Regions from separate parts of the Danio rerio genome. Here region 2 is linked to region 1. A link is a contact called in public HiCAR-type data. All regions are on one chromosome and are shown on one strand. Each heading gives the region's core, a stretch centred on a gene start, on an enhancer-like site or on the middle of the called end of the contact. The rest is flanking DNA. Distances are from core to core; before and after follow the strand shown. Region 1 holds the start of fam189a1 (family with sequence similarity 189 member A1). Region 2 holds the start of golm2 (golgi membrane protein 2).

Evidence for each region. HiCAR-type assays count read pairs that join an accessible place to other places.
Region 2: a HiCAR-type map of caudal fin shows a contact between it and region 1, with 6 times the contacts expected there. The contact joins the promoter of golm2 here to the promoter of fam189a1 in region 1. A contact is called at or near these places in 7 of 18 Hi-C or Micro-C datasets (caudal fin, embryo, hematopoietic stem cells and 1 more) and 2 of 4 datasets of contacts at active chromatin or transcription factors (caudal fin and gastrula embryo).

What each region holds. Positions count from the first base shown.
Region 1 is chr7:31,177,494-31,183,160 of GRCz12tu, forward strand. fam189a1 (family with sequence similarity 189 member A1) reads left to right here and starts at 1,413. Exons shown (of 12, transcript XM_073908638.1): 1 at 1,413-2,134.
Region 2 is chr7:31,383,766-31,390,047 of GRCz12tu, forward strand. It overlaps golm2 (golgi membrane protein 2), which reads left to right and starts at 2,962. Exons shown (of 9, transcript XM_678225.9): 1 at 2,962-4,275. The coding sequence starts at 3,949. fam189a1 (family with sequence similarity 189 member A1) reads left to right here. Exons shown (of 12, transcript XM_073908638.1): 12 at 307-1,026. The coding sequence ends at 522.

The DNA.
Region 1 (5,667 bases), core at 163-2,662:
TCCCCTACTGTATAAAACAGACAACAATGAAGAACAATAAAAAAAGTCCTGTCTTAATTGTAGTCAATGTAGCCATAATGATTAAAACTAAATAAGTTAAAATACTATTTTCGTTCCTTCTTACACATTTTCTTTCTTTTCATTTTTCTTTCTTATTTTCTTTTTAGGCACCAGAAAAGCATATGAATATTTTTAGCTTTTGTGTCTTTTTCTTCGTTCTGTTAATTAACCAATGAATAGCCAACATTTGACATAAACGAGATCACTAAACTTAAAAAGGTTTGGTTTTGTGACGTTTTAATCCATATTCCGCAGTGTGTGTGTGTGTGTGTGTGTGTGTGTGTATATATATATATATATATATATATATATATATATATATATATATATATATATATATATATATATATATATATATATATATATATATATATATATATTTTTTTTTTTTTTTTTTTTTTTTTTTTCCCCCCCCACATATATTGGACACCTAACTTATAAAAACCCAACTGTAATTTTTGGTAATCATAAATACAAATGTAAAAAAAGAGTTGTGTGTCAATCAATAGCCGATCCTCAAGTGTGATTGGCCAAAATATAAACATTTGATTGCTTGATCAGAATTTCATGTGGCTCATCAGTGCTGTAACGTCTACATGTTAAGTTAACGGATATTTACAGAAGAGGGTCAACAGAGAGTTCTTTCGTTTGGTCAAAACGTTGGGGGTTTTCCTTAAAAATGCGAAGTGAAGTGATTTTATAAGCAGCAAGCAGTTTTCTTGAAAGTCGATTTTATTCCGCGCTCGGTAAGGATTTCTCTCGCTAGTTTCGAGAAGCGAGAAACTGAAAACGCGGACCGGAGTTCCAGAGGAATCGCTATAGAACGCACAGATCTCTATTGCATCGTTCCATTCCCTTATCTGGGTCCAGATCTGCTTTCTGTATATCCGTCTCACTAATTACCTTCTTTTATCGAAGATGTATATTTTAAATATTTTAACTTCTAAGTAAGGTTAACTTGTATAAAACATAATTACGTTCACAATAAATCGATTCTACTTGGTATCATATCAATGCCTTGCTAACACTGCTTTAACGGCAAATTAACCGAACGCAAAAGCTCGGTCTTAAAGGCAGCTTAATGAAAAGTAACAAAACGAATAATAAGTAAGATTGAGTAGACTCATTAAATCCATTCACGGACTCTGGCTTTTATGGCTCCTCAAACGAGTTCGTCGCCTGCGTTCATTTATCTGGATCTACATATGGCGGCACGTCGGTCCATCGCCTCCTCCAGCCGAGCACCTGCTCGCACATCTACATGACAGGAGACTACAGCGCGAGGCTGCGGCTCTACGGAAACACCGTAAACACACGAGCGGCGATATCACCGCACACCGGAGTCGGATGTTGGCAAAGCGTCGTTGAACCTCAAGCCGCGTCACACGCAGACGGTACTCGCGCGCGCGATAGATGTGAAGTTCGCTGCTTTGAACGTAAGCGTCGTTATTTAGACGTTTTCCGTTCAGAGCAGTGAGAGATTTCATTAACGGACTGTCACGGCTGCGAACGGGGGTTTGATGGATCACCTATCCCGCGCGTTCCCTCCAAGCGGACGAGTATACAGCGCGCGTTCACGCAGAGCTCACCTCTTTGTCTTAATGAAATGAATTTGGATTTGGCTTGTTGAAACACCTGCTTGAAAACCGCCAGAACAGTGAGAGTAGGACATCGTGAGGAGCCCGGTTTAATGGGATGATGGTCTGCGCGTTTTGGCAACACGCTATGAATTCATCTTTACGTTGTGGATGTCGGAGCGACTGAACGCAGAGGTGTCCTGCAAATCCGAACGAAGCTCGCTGATTTAACCCAAGTTTTTTGGCTTCATTTAAACTGTTTATTTACCACCATGCCGGTCAGCGCAATGCCGAGAGGTCGGTCCCTGAGCCCGGTGTCTCTGTCCCGCAGTCTCTCCCGGCTGAGGGAGTTTCGAACCCGGACTCGCATCATGCTTTCTCTGGGAGTTTCTCAGATGGTGCTCGGGAGTCTCATTTTGGCCGTCAGTTTCGCCGCTTTGGCCCTTACTACATCTCCAAGGGTGAGACATTCGTGTCCCTTTTGGGCAGGATTCTCGGTAAGTTGCATTTAAATTGTATTTCTTATTTGTGAGCTTTCCCTGAAGAGGAGGACGTGGTGGCGTTTGCGACCCCCAGCAACTGCAGAGTCAGCAATCACATCGCGCGCCTGATTCTTAGTTTATAATTCAATTCTCCTTCTCTTCACCTGGTGCCCGAGGTGCAATATTCACCAAATGCGAGGTTAAATGGCTTATAGATAATTCAAAGTACAGAAGGTCTTTTTAAAAGCCCCGTCGTTGCTTGAGCTCAGGTGAACTCACCTATGAAAGGCTGTGGTTGGTGAATTGCCTCTTGAAGGCTAATGCAGCAGAAGCCCAATGCTTAATAGGAGATCAGACAAATTCATCTGCATCTCACTTATGCCTGTTGATGTTCTGTGTGAAAATGTTTCAACAGGCTGTTAGTTTCTGACTAGTATTGATTAATTCTGCCATGTTAGTTTTTCAGACTGGAGTATTCTTCTAATTAATCTCAATAAGAGCTCAGACACTGGCTGGGGTACACGTTTAATTCTGCAGTATGTAGCAGTGCTTGGCATGCTTTCATTTGGGCTATATTAGGAGTGAAACTTACTCTTGGAATGGAATGAAATTGAAATTTGAGAGATAAAAGCTAGTAAATTAAATGTAGTATTATTTTACCTCATGTACTTTGTCGTCTGAAATACCAGGGTGTGTGCATTTGCTTAAACTACTTTTTGTCATCCCAGATTTAATGATTCCTGTATTATAATTTTTATTCTTTATTTATAAAAGTTTTTATGATAACATAACATTACACCCAATAGTGTATATCGTGTATACATATATTAACAAAATTACCTCGTTTGATTACTGTATAGATAGACATAGATAGATTTTCATTTGGTTTGTTTTTAACTGTGAAGTATTGCAATACAATTCACGCAATCTGAAACAGCAAGACACTGGAAGAGCTGATGGGGTCCATGGAAGTGATTGAAAACACATGCCAAAAAATAAATAAAATATATTACATTATTTAATTAATAAAATAAAATACTATTTAAGTAAAAACATTTCCATATACATATTTTTTACACTGTATAAATAAGTTCTTTTTGCAAAAAATATTTCCACAAGATTTTTTTTTGCCTTCGAGTCAGAGTCATTTAATTTTTAGTATCTACCGATATCGAAACCCAATCCGATACTTTTATAATACATAAAAAAAGAATAAAGAAGAATGAAGAAACAGATCCAGGATGTTCTTATATTATTTATTGTCTTTAAAGTGCCTTATCATGTTTGTTGTGTTAAATGTAGCCTTTTCCTTTCCACCTCTTGTAATCGCAAGTTTACATAGTTTACAGTTTGCTATGGTAAAGTTGTCGTCATCAACTTTGTAATACCCCCAGACTGCAGACACACTTGCGTATTCCACTTCAAGCTGCTTCCTTGCTTTACTTTGCCGTTGTTTAATCAATCGCATCTCTGCAACCAAGTGATGTCATGCCACACACGTGAAGTCAAGAAAGAGGTCTAACTCTGTGCCACGTGATCGGATCTGGACATCCCTACTTACGATGAGCCGGTTTATATAACAATATCAAATTAATTGTTGACTTGGAAACGAAAATTGGCCATTAACATAATAAATGTACTTAAATTTTTCTTAGTATAACATCTAAAATCGTTTTTATATAACTGAAAACCATTTGCGAAGGCTGAGATTTAGAGTAAATTAAAAGCACGTTTTTTTGGTGTGAACTATCCCTTTCACACTTAATATGAATTAGGCATGAGACAATAACTGTTTTCAAGGTATACCGTGTTTTGGAAAAGTCAAGGTTTTAAAACCACAGCATTTTTTACTAAACCCTTCCTAAGGTACGTGTAAGATTAGTTTTACGTTTTGTTTTTAGTAAGGCAACAGTATCTCCAGCAGAAACGATCTCCAAAGATGTGGTTTTAAATTGTAAAGAAATTTGTGTTTTTGAACCAAATGAAGACAGCAGAAGTCAATGATTCATTAGAATTAATTACTTCTGGCGACGCAGTGGCGCAGTGGGTAGCTCACAGCAATAAGGTCGCTGGTTCGATCCTCGGCTCAGTTGGCGTTTCTGTGTGGAGTTTGCATGTTCTCCCTGCGTTCGCGTGGGTTTCCTCCAGGTGCTCCAGTTTCCCCCACAGTCCAAAGACATGTGGTACAGGTGAATTGAGTAGGCTAAATTGTCCATAGTGTGTGTATGTGTGGATGTTTCCCAGAGATGGGTTGCGGCTGGAAGGGCATCCGCTGCGTAAAAACTTGCTGGATAAGTTGGCGGTTCATTCCGCTGTGGCAACCCCAGATTAATAAAGGGACTAAGCCGACAAGAAAATAAATGAATCAATGTTTACTTCTCCAAAATATTTAAAAATATTTTAGAAATTCTTAAAATAAATTATTTTGTGTTCAAAGGGTAAAAAAAGTTGTTGTTTTTTACCCAGACATTTTAAAAGAGCATATATTAAAGCAGTAATCACAATACAGTGAACCGTTTATATTTTTATCCAAGGTTATCATACCGTCAAAATCATATACCAGTCCATGCCTAATAAGTATTTAGACCTTTGATCTGGAATAAAACACAAATAGTGGTTTTAATTACATCATTGCTGTTCACCGAGCAGCTTATGAACACAACCCTCTTCTTCATCCTTATACTCTGCACTGTACGAGGAACATTTGTAGGACAGTATTTTCAACACCTTAAAATTTAATGCCGGTAACCGTAAATATTTATGAAAGCAGCACATACCCTTGATATCTTTCCTTAGACAGCGCATGTGAAAGCTCAACGGTGTTAATTATGGTTATGAAAAAGTAATATATATGGGGCAGGGACACGTGTGGTGACAAAGATAACCAGCCTTAGGGTCAGTGGTCAAACAGCCGCAGAGCTTACCGATCATTCTGATGTATGGCATGCAGTAGATAAGGAGGATGTTGCTGCGAGAAAGCTCGGCTGCTACTTGTATCAGGATGATTTGATATGCGTTTTGTGGATTTTCTTGTAGATGTGTGAATATATGCAGGGGGATTAGCTGGTTTTAAATATCTCTGGGTTCTGCTAGGGGCTTTTTTCTGTGTCCAGGCCTGAGGTCACAGCGCCAGCGAGCTGCTCAACATGCTGTGCTCCTCACAGGAGTGGGCAGAGCGGCTGGGCTATAATGGAGCTCTGCAGAATGACTTGCCAATCAGAGTCTGCATTAATCGTGTGGTTTTGAGCGAGTCGGGCAAGGGGACGAACAGCGTGTGTGCTTGTTCTTTGTGTAGGGGGAAATGTAATGATTTAACTTGTTCAAAATCTATCTGTGCTGGCATTTCTTTACCCAACTTAAGATTCTAACAACAACGATGATATAGATGAATAATTTTTGGTTAACCAAAGAGACTTTCAGTAAAAGCAACACTTTCTGTCTCCCAATTTGCCTGCTCAGTGCTTATGCTACACCTTATATGGACTACTACTTTGGGTAAAGATATTGAACGTTTTGTTGCTTAGTTATGCGTCGTCAATTATCTTGTC
Region 2 (6,282 bases), core at 1,712-4,211, 210 kb after region 1:
ACTGGTTCATGTTGTGAAAAAAAACTTACTTTAAAAAACATGTTTCCACTGTAAAGAATATTTTGTAGATTAAGAAGGTTAAATGGAGATTAGTTGTTCTTCAAGAAACCATTAATGCCAATAAAGAACAATTAATCTTTTTTTAAAAAAAGTCAAGTGTGGCTGTGAACTTTTAAAAATGACAAGGAAAAACATCCATATATATTTATCACTACAACATATCTTTCTGAAAAGAAGGTATTTGAAAGTGAAATATCACAACTAAATTAAACTGTCTTCTTTCCTTTTCTTATATCCTTCACACAGTTGATGACACAGTCGCAGAAGATAATGGGCAGCCCAAGGAAACGTGCTCACGGAGACCTGCATTTACAGAGCTGCGGAGCTTTGAGTTCCCCATCATCATCCCTGCGCCGTCCAACCCGAGTCTCCAGTCATACAGATGCCTCTGCCACCCGGGGTCATCAATCTCCAACCCAGCCTCAAAGCCTCATCAGCATATGCAGAGAAACCACTCTTTGACCCTCTGGACTATGAACGTCCTCTGAATATGTGCCAAGGCCAAGTCCTAACTCTCATCAGCAGAACACTGTAGCTCTTAAAAAAACAACAGTGAGTTAACATAGAGTTAACACCCTCTCATGTGCTTAAATTAAAGATACTGGAAAGATACAATAAAGAAACACCGGAGTGTTTACCTGCAGGGGTATATATTTTTACTTTATTGTCAGAAAAAAAGGTAAAATATTTGTTAAAAGTGTTGCTACTGTGCTAAATAAGAGAATGGGTCTGTTTTGGACCGTAGATGATCAAATGGATTTACCTCTTCATGAACCCTTTTGTTTTTTGGATGAGAAATAACATTTAAATACACAGCTTCAGCAAACATCATGTGAAATATTGGACATACTTTGTCATTGTGTGCCACTGCGGGACAGAGACCTTCATGAAGCTGGATTATTCGACTTACCTCAGTGTGTAATTATTCTTTTCTGTGTTGCAAAATAAAAATGTGTCTGTTTGTAATTTCTTTCGCTATAGATTGTCGTTTTAACCTTGTCAAGTCATTACTTGCGATTGGCTTACATAAGCACTGTCTTGACAGGTCTTGAGAATTAGTGCACGCTCACACTTTTTCTAAAGTGCCTTTATGACTATATTTGTTCTGTTAAACACAAAAGAAGATATTTTGAAGAATGTCAGAAACCTGTAACCATTGACATTCAATGTATGAAAAACATACTATGAAAGTCAATGGTTACCGGTTTCCAACATTTTTATTTTGTTCAACAGACAACTGGACATATAGTGTGTGTGTGTGTGTGTGTGTGTGTGTGTGTGTGTGTGAGAGAGAGAGAGAGTTTGAATAACTGTATGGGTGTTTCCCAGTACTGGGTTGCAGCTGGAACGGCATCCACTGTGTAAAACTAAAACATATGCTGGATAATTTGGTGATTTATTCCACTGTGTCGACCCCTGATGAACAAAGGGACTAAGCTGAAGTAAAATGAATGAACGAATGAATGAATGAATGAATGGTTGCTGGTTTAACCCTGTCAAGCCATCTTAAGAATTAGTGCACTTTTTCTAATGTCCTCTTAAAGGGACAGTTCACTTAAAAATTCAAAGTACTGACTATTCAGTCTGAATTGGCTTCACACCTTTATGACTATATTTGTTCTGTTGAACACAAAAGAAGATATTTTGAAGAATGTCAGAAACCTGTAACCACTGACATCCAATGTATGAAAAACAAATACTATAGAAGTCGATGGTTACCAGTTTCGAACATTTTTCAAAATATCTTTTTTGTGTGTTTAACAGACAAAATAAAAACTCAAACAGGTTTGGTACAAGTTGAAAGGAGGGTAAATCCCTGATCCCTTCATTTCAAGCTAAGCACATGGTGCAGTGAGTTTTCTTTTTTTTTTTCAAATTAGATTGTTGGTCCATTCTGTGGATCCTAAACAACACAATGACTCTGTGTGTTATAATATAGATATACATTATAAATGCTAATTCATACATTTCTAAATTAATTAGCAAATCACTCAAATGTCACGTCATAGCATCCAATGCCATAATATATTTCAATCACTATAAGAAATAAAATTCAATTCAAGCTTATTTGTAGAGTGCTGGGGGCGACTCGGTGGTTAGCACTATCACCTCACAGCAAGAAGTTCTCTGGTTTGAGTCCAGGCTGGGTCAGTTGGCATCTCTGTCTGGAGTTTGCATTGTTCTCCCTGTGTTGGTGTGGGTTTCCTCCAGGTGCTCCGGTTTCCCCCACAGTCCAAAGACACACTGTATAGGTCAGGTGTGGGCAAACTAGATCCTGGAGGGCCAGTATCCTGCATAGTTTAGCTCCAACCCTATTCAAACAGACCTCCCTATAGAGTTCAAGCGATCTTGAAGACACTGATTAGTTTGTTCAGGTGTGTTTGACTAGTGTTAGAACAAAACTCTGCAGGGACACCGGCCCTCAAGGATCAAGTTTGCCCATCCCTGGTATAGGTGAACTGAATAAATTAAATTGGTCGTAGTGTATGAATGTGCATGGATGTTTTCCAGTACTGGGTTGCAGCTGGAAGGGTATTTATCCGCTGTGTAAAACAAGTAAGTTGGTGGTTCATTCCGCTGTGGCGACTCCTGATGAACAAAAGAACTAAGCTGATGAAAATGAATAAATGAATCTATTTATTTGGTAAAAGGCATTGAGCAATAGGAATAGGTAAGGTTTCCCATAAATGCGACGTTTTGTCTAATGAGAATGTTCATTCTAGTGCCATATATCCCACCTCCTCCTATTATTTGAGCGTCCAATTAAAACGTGGCGACAAAAAGGGTTACGCCCACAGCCAATCAGAAACATCTAATGCGTACGGTTGTATCCACTGATTGGCTGTTGAAGCCGTCGATCAAGCCCCTCTGTACACCTTACACGTTGGACGACATTTTTCTGGATTTTATCGAGCCGTCTATCCTGGTTGTTAGATATACAACAAGATAACGATACATTTAGGAAACATGATCTATTGCTGGCGCGAATACTAATGTGTATACACACACACAAATGCGCAGTGTGTGCGCGCGCTTGCATTCGGCAGGGCCGAGAGCAGAAGGGGAAGGCTGGAGTTGAGTTACAGTAAAAGCGAACTCTAAGTCTGCGTGGACTTGCATTGTAAAACGCGTCAAACACGTATAGACGGATTGTTTGTGCCGTGTTCTTCTTGTATATCAGGTGCGTATCGTGGTGCTTGTTGGAAATACCGAAAATCTGGCCTTACTGGCGCTCTCAGATGTAACGCTAACGATTTATAGCCTGTTGTTTGTTTTGCTAACGATAATAGATATGTTTGCATGCCCGAAATCGGCTTGGCTTTATGTTTGATGTGTGTTTAGATGGAATCGGTGTCGTGTTGTTGAACTGCAGCTAGCGCTCGGCTGTTGCTCCTCCACATCCACGTATGCTACTTTAGCGAGGTTGTAGCTAACGCTGAGCTGCTCGCTGATTCAGAAGTGAATATTTCACTCGAGCATGACAGCAGATCTGCAGAGATGACCGCAAAAGAGTAAATATGCGTTTGGAGGAGCTGTAGGATCTGGCGGAGGACGGAAAGCTGATGGCTGTGTGCTGTTAGCTCAACTGAGCTCTCTTAGGCCACGTCGGCTGTGTGTGAGAGAGTGTGTGTGTGTTGATGTGTTTGATCTACTGACAGTGGCGTTGTATGAATGCAAACAAGGAAAGTCGTCAACTGTGCGGAAGGAACACGTAACGTTAGGAATCGTCTAAGTAAAGTACTGTCACCAACTTCAGGACACCTCAAGGTTGCTGTTAGCCGAATGAGAGAGAGAGTGCCTCTTTCTTGATAGACGACTTGACCACATCACTCGTAGTTTAACACACAAAGCCCTAGAACGGAATCTGTGCCGCGGGTCGATTACGCGATGATCGGTTTCGGCGCGATTCGACGTGGGGGTCGCCTCCCGTCCTTCATCCTGATCGCGTTATTGGTGGTTATCGTGATTCTGTCGTTTAACTACTGGAGCGTGTCCACTAAGCACGCGCGGCTGCTGGACGAGTTGGCCGAGGTGCAGACGCAGGTGAAGCGCACGGACGCGGCGCGCTCCCGCTTGGAGAAGAGAAACTCCGAGCTGATGATGCAGGTGGACACGCACCGGAAACAGATCGACCTGAAGGACGGAGATTACAGCGCGTTGCAGAACAAACTGCAGGCCAGAGATGCGCTGGTCAAAACCTGCACCGATGACAAGGTGAGTGAGTGAGTGAGTGAGAAAGAAAGAAGTGAACAGGTGTACTGTACATCAGACTCGCACTGTCACAAACCTAGAAACCTCTAGTTTCAAATAGCTAGATTTTCTCAGTAACACTTTTAAACTTGTTTTACTAGTTTGATTTGCCATCATTACGGCCACTCAGTTTCAGCTCACACAGTTGTTCCTGGGTAAAGTTTTGATTTTCATTTAAAGAAAAATCTGATTAAAATGTTTACAGTGTGCACTGTATTCATGTTTAGATTTGTGGGGGTGGGGGAGGGCATCATTTATTTTTATGCAGAAACTGATCGTGTATTTAGTAGTTTAAATTCTTTATTTAAAATTAGTTAATTAGAGCAAATGATCTCTGTTCTAAAAGCTAGTCACTCAACTGATGTCTGAAGAGGAAATGATGTAGATACTGTTAAAAGCTTATTTCCTTCTGTAAAAAAATAAATGCTCAAAGTCTTAGCACGTTAAGAACTTTCATGCATTCACTAATCAAAGATGTATGTATATACATATGTATGTATATATATATATATATATATATATATATATATATATATATATATATAATGCATATATACAGTTAAAGTCAGAATTATTAGCCCCCCTAATCAATTAGCCACCTGCCCCCCCCAATTTCTGTTTACGGAGATTTCTAACGCATTTCTAAACATAATAGTTTTAATAACTAATTTCTAATATTCATATTGCAACTTATCCAGCAAATGTTTCACGCAGCAGATGCCCTTTCAGCTGCATCACAGTACTGGGAAACACCCATACACTCTCACATGCACACACACATACACTACGGCCAATTTAGTTTATTCAATTCACCTATAGCACATGACTTTGGACTGTCAGGGAAACCGGAGCACCTGGAAGAAACCAACGTAAACACGGGGAAAACAACAAACTCCACACAGAAATGCCAACTTACATAGTTGAGTCTTGAACCAATGACCTTCTTGCTGTGAGGCGATAGTGCTAACCACTGAGCTGCTGTGCCTCTCCTTATATACATTTAATTCAGTAAAAATGTATTTTAAAAATCGCAAAAACGTCTTTGCTTAGTGAATGCAGTGTTTTTCATTTAGCTTGAGGCCATGTCATTATGGTGAGTTTACTACTGAAAGGCTCTTATCAGATCACAAGTTGCATGTGATTATCTTTTTCATGGATATGTGGTTAGAAAAATTTGACTCTGTATGGCTCTGCCCTTGTCTACTCTTTAACCATGTAACCATGACGATCGCTCTTTTATAATCGTTCACATCCGGCATGTCTATTTGTTCAGTCCTTTGCCTGTTTGGAGATTATTTTTCTTTTCTTTTTTAAATTCGTGTTACTTGGTTAATTCAAGCAGAGTTGTTTAGCTGGTTGTGTGTTGTGCAGTCGGGTGTTTTGTTTCAGGTGTATTCCATTTCACAGATAGCTTTAGTTCTACTAGAAGTATGGAAGATTAATTTCATTGACCGTTTTTTTTTGTTTTGTTAGCTTGTCCCACACAGACACACACAGTCCATTCAAATGCAGATCTTTCCAAAGCTTTATTTTTCTGATGGTAGTTTGCTGATATTTGCTCTTTGTGCGTGTTCTACTAGTTGTGTCTGCAGATAAGGCTGTTTTGCCTCTGTGTGTCGTGTCCAGACAGCAGGGTGCAAGACTGACAGAAACAGAGTTTTGCTGTGCATTTGTACCTTCAGTAAAATCAGAATATACAGAAGATTCCCATATTCAAGAAAAAATAGATGTCCACAGATGTTTAAAATGAACAATATTTAAGTCATGGATAAAATATCTATTTTTATATTATGTATTGTAAATATTTACTGTCAACCTCAGAATATTAAAAATGTGAGTTGACAGGACAGAGGGCATCCTGTCATGTTGCTCTTTATGGATTCAAGCCTTAGGCTTCCCTGTGGTTGTGTGACACAGCTGAGAGCTCATGGTCAGACCCATCTGTGTGCCCAGGGCACTGGGACCCCCCAC